Linked DNA regions of Sus scrofa: region 2 is linked to region 1. A link is a contact called in public HiChIP or PLAC-seq data. All regions are on one chromosome and are shown on one strand. The core of a region is the stretch at or near the end of the contact, and the rest is flanking DNA. Distances in the headings are between cores, read along the strand shown.

Region 1 (4,287 bases), core at 1,039-3,538:
AAGCCCAGCTCTGGCTGCTTTGAGTATGTGGGGGGAGCGGGGCGGGGGAAGCAGGGAGGCAAGGCAACGGCCGTCCACTGCTGCCTCACACAGACCAGGAGTCCTGTCCCCAAGCCCAGTTACTGGCTAAAGAAGTACCTCAGCTGCAAGAGGGATGAGGCAAAGGCTGCCAGGGAGGGGTCCGGGCTTTTGAGCTGACTCAAGCCCCAGGGACCCCTTTGCTCTGACCTCTGCCAGGCCCCACATGGCATCAATGAATCTCAGTGTTTGTTAACAAAATACAAAGATCTCAAACAACCCGCTTCTAGCTTCTCCTAGCAACATCTGCGTCCTCAGAAACCTCTGGTCATCCTCTTCCCCCCTCCCCCCAGCTGCCCTGGCACCAGAGTTGCTGCCATGCTGGCATCTCTGGCTGTGGGGCATGTCGCCCTCCCCCAGGGACTTCCCGGGACCTAGTTCTTTGCCAGCCCCTCCCACCATGGCTGACCTTTCCAAGGCTCTCTCGCCTCCTCGCCAGCACCCTCTTTGGAGGGCAGGAACTTAATCTGCTGACAGAGCTACACCATTTCATAGCCGGCTCAGATCACTCTGCTCCGTGACCTTTGTACCTACGCTGCCTCCCTTCTCAGGAGCTCCAGTCGGGGGAGGCGTCGGTTGGGTCCCTCCTGCTGCTATCTCCCCAGGACATCTCGGACCCACCTCTTACCCCCTCCCAAACTCTACCTAATTCTCAGCTGCCCCCAGAGCACCAGGGCAGCTAGCCAGCTCTAGTATCAGGAGACCAAGGGACCGGAGTGCGTAATGGAGGGTGATCAGGTCCCCATGTGGGTGTCCTAATTCCAAAGCCAACTCTCCTTTGTCACCTGAAGGCCTTCTTTTGAGGTATTGACAACTTCACCACCTCAGGAGCTGGGAAACTCATGGAGGAGGAAAAAATTCAAACCATTCTACCTCCTGGGGTGAGGGGGGAAAAAATGGGAAGGGGAGGAGGGAGTGGGGTGTGCTTGGCACTGACCTTGCTCCAGGATGGAATGGCAGCAGGGGAATGTCACAGGTCAGCAGCCTGGGCCCCTGGCTATGAATAGCGACCAAAGGCGCCTGGCCATCCAGCAAAGGGTCTCAGCTGCCTGGGTGGCGGCACCTGGCACACTGTGACTGGCCAGCATTATGTTAACCCTTCCTAAGTCCCCGAGAAACCGGGCAGGGAGGCTCCTCTCAGCCCCTAGCCCTTGAGAAGTCAGTCTTAGCAGTGAAGGGCAGAGCTGCCTGGGGGGGCACAGTCACTCCAGAGGTGGCTGGGATCTAGAGCTGCCTCCCCAGGAAGTCAAAGTCAAGACGGAAAGACAGCTCCCTTCCCTAGGCTGCAGCTGCGACCCTCTTAGATAGTCAAAAACCTCTGCCTACTTTTGCTTGCTTACTCCTCAGTTAACAGAATCTCAGGCCTTCGCATCAGGCCCACTTGTCTACCCAATAAAGTGTTTTTTCCAGAAACAAGTTGGAGAAGGGCGCTTGAGTGCATGCGTGCAGCGTCAGTGCAGATCACTGCATGTATGTTTTCACTCATAGGGTAAGAAAAATGAAAATGGAAAGAAAGCCATCTTCCATCTCCCCAGCCACTCCCGGCCCCTAGCAGGGGTCCCCCCATTCCCCTAAACGGCACTCCCTCCCATCCTCTTCCTGGCACTTCTCTGGGGCTTATCAAGCCGCCTGCAAGCGAGGAGGTCACAAACGGGTGAAACGTTATGGAGATTCGACCCTCGTGCCCACTTCGTGGCCATGGCCAAAGCTGCCGTAAAGCTTGCGGTTCGGGTCGGACTCCTACCTGGGCTCTGCTGAAGCCTGGCCGCGGAGAAAAGAGCAACTCCAGGCTCCAGGGGGCGCGCAGCCCTCCAGGGGGCTGGCACCGAGAGAACCTACCTAGCTACCGGAGACGTCACCGCGCCGTAGGCTGGGGATTGGCTGGCTGGCTCTCTCTGAGACGGAGTTTTAGATCGTCTTTTCTGTCATGACTAAGTAGTATTCTAAAAGTTCCAGTTCCAGAGCTTGGATCTCCAAAGACCCTTTCTCAGTGGAGAATGACTACAACCCCCAGAAATCAACTGGCCTGAGAGGAAGGCTCGTCTGAGGATGCGTAGTAAGGACGGCTGACCCGGAAACCGGAAGTTCAGAGGAGGCAGCCAGCCGGAGTTGCGGCCTGCGCGGGCTACCGCCTCGGTAGGCGGAGTTATGCTGAGTCTGAAGCTTAGAGGGTAAGCGGGTCGCGTGGGAGGGAGAAAGGCGGCGCTCTGCACCAATAGCACCTCAGCGTTCAGAGTGGTTTCTGGGCCGTTACCCTCGCTCGTCTGGTCGTGGGCGCAGCTTCCGGCTGCGTTGGGAGGTCGTGCGGCTGGAGGACTCGAACCCAGAGGGAGCGGCAGCATTCAGGTACGCCGTCCGCCAGGCCCTAGTGGGGGCTTCCTATCTGCCTGGGCGCGCCTGCTCGGGCCGGCCTTTGCTTACCGCATCCTCACGCCCAGTCTTCGGGCTTCCGTACTCTGCGCGGCGGACCGCGCCGCTGGCAGCCCGGCAAGCTCCTTGGGGCCGTAGGTTCCTGTCAGACCCTGACTCCCACCGTGCGTCTTGGCCCTCTGCGCTCCGACTCCGACTCCAGTAGCTCTGACCCCTTCTCGTCTCGCAGAGCGCTGCGCCCTGAAATGCAGCTTTTCCAGGCACTCTTCGTGCGTATTGATAATCTGGCTCCACTCCTTTGCGGCTTTCTATGCCTGGGATGCTCTCCCTGTCCCTCCTCTACTGGTGTAAATCTTGCCCCTCCCCAAATGACAGCTGCCCCCACCCCCCACCTTTCTGCTAACTTATCTTGAGCCCACACCTTGTCTCTGAACTCTCAACGTGCCTCTTTTCTGGTCGCCGCCGTCTTGTACTTTGTCTAACAGGGTTTGAGATGCAGAGTTTATCCCCATCAGATCATAATCTACTTTGAGACAGAAGCCGCGTTCTCTGCGGCTTTCATAGCACGAATAAAAGGTAGACAGCTAAGTGAGTAAATCTAAGCGGAGGTGGCTGGACCCATTTGAGGAAATGAGTTTTCCGGAGGAGAAGCTTGAACCTTGAGGGCACAACATGTTTAGGCGGCAGGAAAGGAGAGAAAAGCCATATAACCTTTGCACGTTGTATTTCCACAGTGGCTCTCATTTTCTTTTCCCTGTTTTTCTGAGACCTTCCCTTTAACCCCATAAGAGACCCAGCCTTGAGCTTTATTAGGGAAACGGATGTCCTTCAGGTGAGAATGTTCTCCAGCTGACCTCAAGTTTTCTTCATTTCCAAAGGTAATCCTTGTATCTCCTTATCAGTAAGCAAGACAACTAGGATTTACTTGACTTTATTACCTTCTCAAGCTGCTGCCCTATCATTCGCATTCCCTTAACCAGGAAATCACAAGAATACTGACTCAAATCTTTGGGTGTTCCTGTCGTGGCACAGTGGAAACAAATCCGACTAGGAACCTTGAGGTTGCAGGTTCGATCCCTGGCCTTGCTCAGTGGGTTAAGGATCTGGCTTTGCCAAGAACTGTGGTGTAGGTCGCAGATGCAGTTGCAGCTGGGATCCCTCGTTGCTGTGGCTGTGGCACAGGCCGGCAGCTACAGCTCCAACTCACCCCTTAGGCTGGGAACCTCCATATGCCACAGGTGTGGCCCTGAAAGGAAAAAGAAGAAAAAAAATAGAAGTTCAAGGACAGCCATGCTTCCCACAGGGGCTTCATGGCTCATTGCTATTAAAAGAAAAAAAAGGAAATCTTTGGGGTGAGAGAAGGGGTTTTGATCCTTCGAATAATCTGTTTCTCTCTGTCCTAGAAAATTGCGTAGACACATAAACCTTGGGGAATGGGGTTCGTGGGCCTGCTGGGGCCCTGGCTAAGAATCTATTCTTTCTACTTAATACCTGTTCCAGTTTGGTGCATTAAATTGACTTCTGGCCTAGGTTTACCTGTGACCTAGTCACCTATTTCTATCCAGTGATTCTATCAGATTAATTTTTATGGCCACTTAACTCTGCAGTAGTATTTCTTAGTTTTCATTCTGGTCCAGTAAGTACACCCAAAAGATACAGCAGTGATTTTCAACCGCTGTTGTAGTTAAATGAAAAAGCACCCCAGATGTTTCTGGAATTTCCTACCTGTATTCCTAATTTTTTTTTTTTTTGTAAGCTTTTTAGGGCTGCACCTGTAGCATATGGAAGTTCCCAGGCTAAGGGTCGAATCTGGAGCTACAGCTGCTGGCCTACGCCACA
Region 2 (3,734 bases), core at 1,082-3,581, 160 kb after region 1:
GAATTATTAGAGGGTTAAAATTTGGCCCACCTTTACCAGAATCTGGAACAAAACCTGAATGTACAAAGTTAAACAAAGTGATACAGTAGAGCAATTTTTACAAAATGACCCTGCTTTGCCAGTGTTGCCAATACACTATTCTCTTCCCCAGAGGTTCTAGAGTTCAGGGACTACATGATAACAACACTTCCAGGCCCAATACAGAACTGAGAAAATAGCTCTGCCAATTTATTTGCTAAACTGCACAGGATTAATAAATCCTAATCCCATTATCAAAAGGCCATAGTATTGGCAGAACACAAGGCAAAGAATGTTAAGTGATGCAAATACATGGTCTGAAGACAATCACTCACTACTGCTCAAAGGTTTTTGCTGTTGTTGATTTTATTTTGTTTTTAAGGAAAAGAAGAGGGATTTTTTTTTTTTAAAACTGTGTTCTCTGCTCCTACAGCACTCTGGGTTGATGTCTAGCACAGCACTGACATCATTAATACTCTAAGTGTATCTATTGACCTCCCTAACCCATTTGACTTTAAGCTCTTTCATAGTAAGAACATTTAGAACATTGAATCCACAAGACTGACATTACAAGAGGCACTGAATATTTTCTCCAAAAAATGAAATAAGTCCCCCCCCCCCGCCACCTTTTTCGGTCTTTTTAGGGCAGCACCCAGGGCATATGGAGGTTCCCAGGCTAGGGATCCAATCGGAGCTGTAGCTACTGCAACCTACACCACAGCTCACGGCAAGGCTGGATCCTTAATCCACTGAGCGAGTCCAGGGATCAAACCTGCATCCTCATGGATGCTAGTCAGATTCGTTTCCGCTGAGCCACGATGGGAACTCCTGAAATAAGTTCTTAAAGTGATTATCTAGCACCATGCTATGTGTTGTTCTGCCAATGGAAAACAAGAAATATATATATGCATACACATATTTTTGAAGGTCTACCTAAAATATGTCATCCTTCATCTAGGTTGAACCTCCACAGGAACTGAGGAAATGCTTGTTGAGGGTCATTTTCCTTTTGTCTACATCAGGGCTCAGAAGAAAGCATTATTTCATGGATCCTAAAATACTTATTATTTGTGAATAGTATTAGTAACTATGCAGAAGAAAAGTATTCCATTTAGCCACTTAAATCAAGAGCAAAAGAAAGAATGCCTAACGCAAAAAAAAAAAAAAAAAAGACTCCTCCCCTTACAAAAGGTCACTGTCTAAAAGACTGATAACTCCCTAAGCACTTTTAACTAACTTGAAAAGTCAAGTCAATAGAACCATCTGGATTATGCAGACTTTCAAAAGCTGGAATTAGGTGAAAGACAATAGTACTTCAAATATCTCTCACCAGGGTCCTAAGCACCAGTAAGGAGGTAAGGAAGTGTGCCAGATGGTTAGCCCCTAGCACCTACAACTTTAGGCTTAGTAGGTGTAGCCAGAGGTGTACAATTACCTTATATTAACACCCACGTATTGACAGGTGCCAGAGATATATACATGATAGCGATTCTGGGGTGACATATCCAGCTGCAAGACTGCTATACTCTCAACATACCTCAAAAAGGTGTAAGTTTCTTACAGAGTCCAACTGGCAGAATGGAAGGGGAGAAAAATCGAAGAGGGAGAGAATGGCTGAAAATGAAGAATAGAAAAGAAAGGCTGAATTATTAGAATATTTCCCTGAGAGACTGTTTTGTATTATTGATGAGCTGCCACCTTCCTCTACCACACCAAAAAAGTATATAGTTAGAAGTGTTCCTGATGGAAGCGGGGCGGGGCGGGGCGGGGTGGGGGTGGGGGGGTCCTATGAGCTCCTGTCTTCAAGCAGCAAAGCCTCAGATCTACTTAATTACTCCCAACCCCTCAGCGTACTACCCTGAAGAGAGGAAAGGACCAGCAGCTCCTCCACTCTCTTTCTTGAGGGGGAGGGGTTCACGCTCCTTGTGTTCCCCCCACCCCAGAAGTCGCGGGAGAAAGAGGGTGTGGAGGGAACCCGGGTCTCTGCGCACTCTCCGGCTGTGGAGGATGTGGCGAGGGAAGACTCTTACCTGGCTAAAAGCGGTCTTTTCTCCGAGCTGCTACCAGCCCTGCCACGGGTCCCTGGCGCTCTGCCTCGCGCACCTGTCGCGACCTAGCCGCAGCACCTACAGCTCCCTGCGGCCCCGCCCCGGTCCGGCTCAGAGCCCCGCCCCGACCCCGCCCACCGCCGCGGGGGCGCGCCCGTCAGCCCGCCTCCCTGCGGCCTAGGGGCGAGCGTGCGCGCTCCGCCGGCTGCGTGTCTTGCCTTCGCGGCTGCTCGCGTCGCCCCGCGCGCCGGCGTTCTGAGGGGCGTGGCTGCTTTTCCGGGGCTCGCGCTGGAATTTCTCTGAGGCATCCGCGCTGTTTTATGGCCTAGGGCTCTGGGCCTTTGTACTTTGGCTTGAGCAGTGACTCAGAGTTACCGCAGTTTGACTCAAGAGCGGCTAGGAAGTTTTTCCTAGGTTCAAGTATAGGCCAGTCCCCAGCCAGGTTCCTGGTGCTTTCGGGGTAAGTTCTGTGCAGGGAGGGTGTTTTAGAGGAGGCCTTTTGGTGTGGTGTAAAGAACTATAAATTAATCCTAACTCGACCCGCTTGACGTTCAAGTCGCTTCGCCTCCCTAGAGCTGAGTTTCTTCATGTAAAGGAAGGGATTGGACAAGGGCAGATCTGCAAGTTCTCCAGCATCTCTAACCTTATTTCTTCACTAAGAGCAGTGCTCAAAGGCTTTAGAGTCAAGAGGCCTAGCACTTGGCCATCCTGCCCCCAAATTTCCCCCTGGTACGTGCAGTTGCATCAGTGCCCTTTGATAGTGTCTTTTCCTTCTGCACCTCAAGTGTGGTATGGTTTTAAACCACAAGTTTTCTGAAGCTTTTCGAATTCATGTAGGTTGATAAGTACTATAAGGGGATGGTGGTGGTAAATGGCTGTATTTACACTTCCTAAAGCAATTAGGGAAGGGGTTTTTTTCTTAGGGCCACACACGGAATATGGAGGTTCTGAGGCTAGGTGTCACATCGAGCTGCAGCTGTGGGCCTAGCCACAGCCACAACAACTTGGGATACAAGCCGCATCTGCGACCTACAACACAGCCCACGGCAATGCTAGATCTTTAACCCAGAGAGCGAGGCCAGTGATCTAACCTGCATCCTCATGGATACTAGTCAGATTCCTTTCCACTGAGCTACAATGGGAACTCCTTAAGAAAGATTTCTAATAAGAAATTTCCAGCGACAGATGATGGGTAGTCCAGTTGTTTCCTTATTCTTTCAGATATCCAGCCCAGACTGATTCCGGATAGGAATCAAGCATCAAGACTCTTCAATTCCCATGCTGCCTGCCAGTTTTGTTAGAGAGCCCTAGCAAATATATACGGTGGTATGTGGAGTTCCTTTAATATATACCTCCCCTTTTTAAAAATCAAGTCAATAAAGGCCTTTATTCTCCACAAAGAATTTTAGACCTAGATTTAGATCTTTACTCAGCCACTTACTAGCTAAGCAAACTACTGTTTGCTCTTCCGGAGCCTCCCTTAGCGCCCTTTGAAAATAAGAGCTAGTAGTACACCATAGTTGGTTTACAAGTTTGTGAGGTGGATTGCTACATTTAGGAGGATTCTATGAGCCAGTTATTGAGCATAAACACTATTAAAAATTGCATAGGAGTACCTGTCATGACTCAGCACATTAAGAGCCTGACTAGTGTCCATGAAGATGCGGG

What was found. HiChIP or PLAC-seq counts read pairs in DNA pulled down with a chosen protein or histone mark.
Region 2: a contact with region 1 is called in an H3K27ac HiChIP or PLAC-seq map of alveolar macrophages. The contact joins the promoter of LARP4 here to the promoter of LOC110260660 in region 1. A contact is called at or near these places in 1 of 47 Hi-C or Micro-C datasets (liver) and 1 of 2 datasets of contacts at active chromatin or transcription factors (alveolar macrophages).

What each region holds. Positions count from the first base shown.
Region 1 is chr5:16,014,131-16,018,417 of Sscrofa11.1, forward strand. LOC110260660 (cytochrome c oxidase assembly protein COX14) reads left to right here and starts at 2,289. Exons shown (of 2, transcript XM_021091641.1): 1 at 2,289-2,424. It overlaps GPD1 (glycerol-3-phosphate dehydrogenase 1), which reads left to right. Exons shown (of 8, transcript NM_001190240.1): 8 at 1-297.
Region 2 is chr5:16,174,918-16,178,651 of Sscrofa11.1, forward strand. It overlaps LARP4 (la-related protein 4), which reads left to right and starts at 2,332. Exons shown (of 16, transcript XM_021091648.1): 1 at 2,332-2,526. LIMA1 (LIM domain and actin binding 1) reads right to left here and starts at 2,125. Exons shown (of 11, transcript NM_001114676.1): 1 at 2,049-2,125.